2 separate regions of the Nomascus leucogenys genome follow, and region 1 is linked to region 2. Evidence: chromatin contacts called from public Hi-C data. All regions are on one chromosome and are shown on one strand. The core of a region is the stretch at or near the end of the contact, and the rest is flanking DNA. Distances in the headings are between cores, read along the strand shown.

Region 1 (3,158 bases), core at 337-2,836, 47 kb before region 2:
CACCGTCATTGTCCCCGTAACAGCCTAGGAGGTCCTACACCACTTGTCTGCCTCCCCAGACCTTCTGTCCTCTGTTCTTCCTCCCTCTGCTTCAACTGAGTAGATTTCCGTGCTGTCTTCATGCCAGGCACGCTCCTGCCTTGGGGCCTTTGCACGTGCTGTTCCCACCGCCTGGAATGCTCTTCCCCTAGACATTAACATGGCTCACCCTCTGCTTCCTTCAGGGCTCTGCTCCAATGTCACCTCCTCAGAAAGGCCTTACCAGACCACTCTACAAAATATCAGCCCTTCCCCATCCCCTCTCCCCCAACCAATCAACCACCCCTCCCCGGCCTCCCTTATCCCACAAGGGAAAGCACGCTGTATTTTTCTTTAGAGCACTGACGTTACATGCTTGTTGGTGTTCAGGGCTTATCATCTCTCTCCACTAGCACATCAGCTCCGTGGGGGCAGGGACCACATCTGGCACGCTCACTACAGGGTCCCCCGTGGCTAGCACCAAGCCTGGCACAGAACAGGTGTGCGGGGTACATGAATGCTGAATGCTGAATGCACACCTAATCACCACGGTCTGCCAGGCACCAGAGCCAGACCCATGCAACTTCTTGGTGAATCCTTACACCTCCCACAGGGCAACTTCAGGGAGAAGGAGGGACAGGGAGGAAAGCCCAGCTCAGCTTCCTTCCTCCAAGGACCAGAGTGCAGCCTCTCCAAACAGGGCCCCCAAGACAGCAGGGTAGATGCCTGGAGGGGGGCCCCAAGACTGGGGGACCTGGAACTTCGGGATCAACTATATGGTCAAAAGATCCTCCCTCTATGCAGTCATGGTGGTGGGCGCCTGTAATCCCAGCTACTCAGGAGGCTGAGGCAGGAGAATTGCTTGAACCCAGGGGGTGGAGGTTGCAGTGAGTTGAGATCGCACCACTGCACTCCAGCCTGGGTGACACAGTAACAGTCCATCTCAAAAAACAAACAAAAAAAGAAAACAAACAACAAAACAAAACAGAAAAGATCCTCCCTCACCCCTTCCCAAGTCCCAAGCCCGCAGTGCCAGCCAGCCAGAGCATGAGGTCAGTTGCCTTTCTGGGACCTCGCTGCTTGCCCCAGAGCTCCAAAAACATCTCACTTTTTGTTTTGTTTTGTTTTTTTGAGACAGGGTCTCCCTGTCACCCAGGTTGGAGGGCAGTGGCAGGATCTCAGCTCACTGCAACTTCTGCCTCCTGGGGTTAAGCAATCCTCCCACTTCAGCCTCCCAGGTAGCTGGGGCTACAGGCACGAGTCACCATGCCCGGCTAATTTTTGTATTTTTAGTAGGGACAGGGTCTCGCCATGTTGCCCCGGCTGGTCTCGAACTCCTGACCTCAAGTGATCCAGCCTCAGCCTCCCAATGTGCTGGGATTACAGGCCTGAGCCACCTCGCCTGGCCCAAATCTACATCTTGCCTATGCTGGTCCTCACCCTGCTCAGGAATTAAGGGTCCCTCCTTGTGGTGGAGAGCAGCACCTGCTCGCAGCTAACCCCACAGAGAAAACACTGATTTACAAAGCAGGCATAAGAGGGGTTTCTAAATAAGTCAGCTGTGCAAAGGGAGGCAAACCCAGGGCCTGCTGAGGGCAGGGCCTCCCTCGGTGATAAGCAGGCCTGGGTGGGAGGGGAGCCTCGGAGAGCCAGCCCCTGCCTGGCTCCACCTAGCCTCTCACGTGGACCTTGCCCCGAGGCCTTCCAGGGCAAATGCATGGTTGGACTGGTCATGGCAGTGGGGGCGAGGGACCCTAGAAGGCAGGGATGCCAAGGAGAAGGCCACACACCTTCCCACCTTGGTTCCTGAGAGGGAAGAATTGGGAGAAATGGGACAGGTACTTCCAGGTGGGGTTTCAGAGCCTGACTCCCAGGGAACCCTGTTGGCGGGGCTTCCGGCAGCTCCCCATGGGCAGTCCTTGAATGAACACTGTGCTCAGAGAACACATATCCTGCAGATGCACCTGCAGCCCTGGCTCCCCACCCAGCTCCCTTGGTTAAATTAATGCTGGGGCTGGCCATGGTGGCTCACGTATGTAATTCCAGCACTTTGGGAGGCCAAGGTGGGCAGATCACGAGCTCAGGAGATTGAGACCATCCTGACTAACATTGTGAAACCCCATCTCCACTAAAAAAAAGTATAAAAAATTAGCTGGGTGTGATGGCAGTACGCCTGTAGTCCCAGCTACTCAGGAGACTGAGACAGAAGAATCGCTTGAACCCGAGAGGCGGAGGTTGCAGTGAGCCGAGATCATGCCACTGCACTCCAGCCTGGGCAACAGAGCGAGACTCTGTCTCAAAAAAAAAAAAAAAAATTAATGCTGGGAAACCAGCCTCTGATGATGCTCCCTGCCCTTCTCTCAGTAAAGCTCTCAGCATGATATTAAAAAAAAAAAAAAAAAAAAAAAAAAAAAAGCCCTTATACAGAGTCCTGCAATTTACAAAGCTTTCCTGTCAGTAATTAATCACAACACTAATAGTGGCTAACTTTTATCAAATGTTTGCTATGTACCTGGTGCTGTGGTAAGCACTTTAAATGTATTATCTCAACTGAATCTTCACAGCAGACCTATGGCCTAGGTATTCACCCCATTCCCTCATTATAGAGATACAGAAAACAAACCCAGAGAGGTTAATTAACTTGCCCAAAGTCACACAGCCAACATGTGGAAGAAGTGAGGTTTGCACACAGGCTTGGCTGATTTCAGAACCCACGTTTTTACCTATTAAGCTTTATTGGCATTTAAACCACACGGCCATACCCAGTTTTAACCAGGGCCCAGAAAAGCTAAGTGGTTTGCCTGAGTCACATAGCTGGGGCTGTCTGCCAGGCGATATGACATCTCGGGTCCACCTCTCAACCCCAGTGGGTGGGTGATCCCCACGGTGTGGAAAGGAGGGGTTCTCTAGAAGCATCTGTGCGGAAAGCTGCCTCTCCCACATCCTTCCCCACCCACCCAGCTTCCTCACGACATGTTGCACTGAGGCTCTGTTTAAACCCCAGCATGGTTGTCACAGCAGCCTGGACTTCCCTGTTTCTCTCCCAGGCCCCCTGAAATGAGAAGGTGATGGAAGCTGGGTGGTTTCCACCTAGACAGGTGGTTTCCATGGAAACACCACAACATCTTGCAGTCCAGAAT
Region 2 (3,038 bases), core at 180-2,679:
CTCTGTACCCTCTAGCTCTCTCTAGCATATAGTAGGTGCTCAGTAAACAGTTTTAGACTTATTTAACTCAACACTCGCCAACCTCAAGCAACATTACAGAAAACTCAGCCACTCTTTGTTCAAGATGACACAGTCCTCATCCCTCAAATAGAGTGATGTTGGTGGCAGGTGGCAATTTCTGGCTCTCACAAGGTCAGGAGGGGCTGTAGCCAACCCCATCTCTCCAAAAAAAACGGCTCATTCCCCACAGGAAGCAAGCCCATCACCTGCCCAGCCGCATTAAAGCAGCTGTCACAGAGGGAGGTCTCACTGGTTTCCTGGCGCCTTGCTAAGTAATGTATACACACCATTCTATTTAGTGCTTGCTCCTGCCATTGGATATTGTCATTATCCCCATTTTACAGGTGAGGAAACTGAAGTTTGGAGGGGGAATGGAATCCAAATCAGTTTGATCCCACAGCCCAAGCCCTTGACCACAGAACTACGCTGCCCCGCTACTGGGGCCCAGCACAGAGCACCCACCACCTCCAGGAACAGAACCCGTCAGCCAAGAAATTAACCCTGGGTACGCTGCAAGGGCCCCTGGGGCCCTGGGCTTGACCGTGGGCCCAAGGATTGGTGGGGTTTTCCCTTCTCTCCCCCACTCACCAGTGTAAGAACTGTTCCCCAGTTTCCAGCCTCCTGCTCAGGCCAGCTCACCTGGAAAAGCCCCACTGAGTTTCCAACTTGAAGTCTTAGGGGGTCCGGCTCAGTTGAAATGTTAGAATTGGTGGGAAGCAGGTGAGGCGGGAAACGGAACCTCCCTGCTTTGGCCGCCTCTTCCCCTGGGTTCGTGGGTTAGAGCCCCAACCGAGGAACCAGTGCAGTCTTTAAAGCAATTCGCTTCTCTCAGTCCCATTTTGCAGGGAGAAAAACTGCAGAGGGCAACGCGATGGGAACACCTGTGGCGACCTGCAGCCTGCTCTCACCTGCCAGCTCTCACCTTCCGGCGTTTTAAGTGAGAAAGGGCAACGGGAGCATGGAATTCACCTGGTTCACTTCCTCCTGCTGGAATCCGGGAGGTCCAGAGCCGGGTAGAGGGACGGACCCAGGATCACGCAGCTGGTGCACGGCCGAGTGTGAGAACTGCGGGGTTCAGGACTGGGGGCTAAAGCTCCTTTTCACCCACCAGCTGCCCCGACCTGTCACTAGTCCCGAGGAAAGCTGTCCGAGCCGGACCGCAGAAGCGGGGGCCAAAACTAACTTTGCCTCTGGTTGTCCGGCAGGCTCCCCCGGCCCGCTGCCCCCTTGCTCACCTGCTGGTTCTGCTTTCTGCTCCGCGCTGCAGGCCCAGCGTCACCCGCTCGTGCCTCAGTCGGCGTCGAACTGCGTAGCCCTGGGCTCGGTCACTCCTCGGCCCTCTCCCGGCTGCAGCCGGGGAACGCCGCGGACTCGGCAGGCCCCGCCCCCCAGAGGACACGCCCCCTCGGCGCCCCTCCGCCAGCCCCGCCCCCGAGCCCTTTGGGAAGGCGGTGCTCTCCCGCCGGCCAGGCCCCGCCCACTATGGCCCTACCTCGACCAGCCCCTCCGCCGGGCCCCGCTGGAGCTGAGGCCCCGCCCCGCTACGGCGTTTCTCCTCTATCCCGGCAGCCCCGCCCCCAGGTTACACGGGGGATGAAGGCCGCCCCTCTCCAGCCCTGTCCACTCACGGCGCTGCCTAACGGTCCCGCCCAGCTCCCGCCTACCTCGTCCTCACGGTCTCTTCCCGGGCCCCCCCAGCGCCCCCGCCTCCTTCACTTTCTCCTTCGGGCCCACCCCATCCCCCGGCCTAGTAGGGTGAGGCCACCCCCCCTCCCCGCCCCAGCCCGGGCTCAGCGCCTTCCTAATCCTGCCCTGCCCTGCCCCTCTCAGCTCGGGGCGGGTAGCCCTGGGGCCCCCACGCTGGCATTCCAGGGCGGGTGTATCCGGGTGCAGCGGGGGAACGGCGTGGGAGCGGTTTGTGTCCCAAGTCGGGGCCTCTATCAGGAGGCGGGCTGGGCCCAGGAACTTTTTGAAAATACTGACTACCATTGATTGAATCCTTGCCAGGGGCCAGGCTCTATGCCAAGCGCTGTATACAGTTCTAGCCCTTGAATTCCCACAACTCGTGGGTACGCTCGTTGCGCCTATTTTACTAATGTGCAGTTTAAGGCTCAGAGAAGGGAAGTCGCGGGCTCTGAATCTCATGGAGGCGGGCGTGAGCGGGGTCCAGCCTCAGGTCCTGAGTCACAGGCTTGAGCTGTGCCCCAGCTTGCCTGGACTGGCCCCTGGGGAAGTAGCCCAGGACAGTCAGTGCTGGGGCAGTGCCCAGCAGTTGTCTGAGGTGAGGGAGGAGGTGTGGGTTGATGAGAAGAGTGGCAGGAGGGGCTGTGGGCCTAAGTCCTCAAAGCTGGCTTTCTCCCTGAAGAAAAGGCCCAAAATTGAGGTGGGCTGCAAGAGCTCTCTAGGTGGCTGCGGTGCCCACCCTGCGTCCCAGCCCTCTGCCCTCCCAGGCTCCAGGGGACTAGCCTGAGGCAGATTACCTGGTTAATGACCAGGGGCATTCACCTGTGCAGCTGACAAAGCTCTTTCACTTCCGTTATCACATTGTCATCTCGCAACACACCATTGTGGGAGGGTATGATTATGAGCACTTTGTATGAGTGGAGTAAGGGCGGGAGCTGGATCCCAGCCCATCAGTGTAGTTCTCACAGCGTGGTCCTTGAACCAGGAGCACCATCATCTGGGAACTTGTTACGAATGCGTATTTTGAAGCCCCATCCCAACCTACTGAATGGAATACTGTGGGCCAATTGGTTTTAATAAGGCCTCCAGGTGATTCTGAATCACATTCAAGCATGAACCACCGTTGAGCAAACTGTGAAGAAGTCAGGGTGGTCTGAGAATCACACAGACCTAGGTAGCTTCCTGGTTGCTTTTTAAACCCAGGACAAGGCAAGATACTTAACCTCTCTGGGATGAGCCCTTAAACAGGAAATAATAATAAAAAGAGCCATAACAATCATACCGATCGTGACAGT

Evidence for each region. A called contact is a pair of places that touch in the nucleus more often than the background predicts.
Region 1: a Hi-C map of a lymphoblastoid cell line shows a contact between it and region 2, with 5 times the contacts expected there. The contact joins the enhancer-like site here to the promoter of CD82 in region 2. A contact is called at or near these places in 2 of 4 Hi-C or Micro-C datasets (both in a lymphoblastoid cell line).

The regions. Positions count from the first base shown.
Region 1 is chr15:104,468,844-104,472,001 of Asia_NLE_v1, reverse strand. All of the region lies in intron 6 of CD82 (CD82 antigen), which reads right to left. Among named protein-coding and RNA genes, the nearest start is that of CD82, 47 kb to the right of the region's middle. Within about 2 kb of position 1,586, the one cell type or tissue checked has an H3K27ac peak away from gene starts, as active enhancers do. A contact at or near this core is called in a lymphoblastoid cell line, where this site is marked.
Region 2 is chr15:104,421,449-104,424,486 of Asia_NLE_v1, reverse strand. It overlaps CD82 (CD82 antigen), which reads right to left and starts at 1,429. Exons shown (of 10, transcript XM_012505931.2): 1 at 1,296-1,429.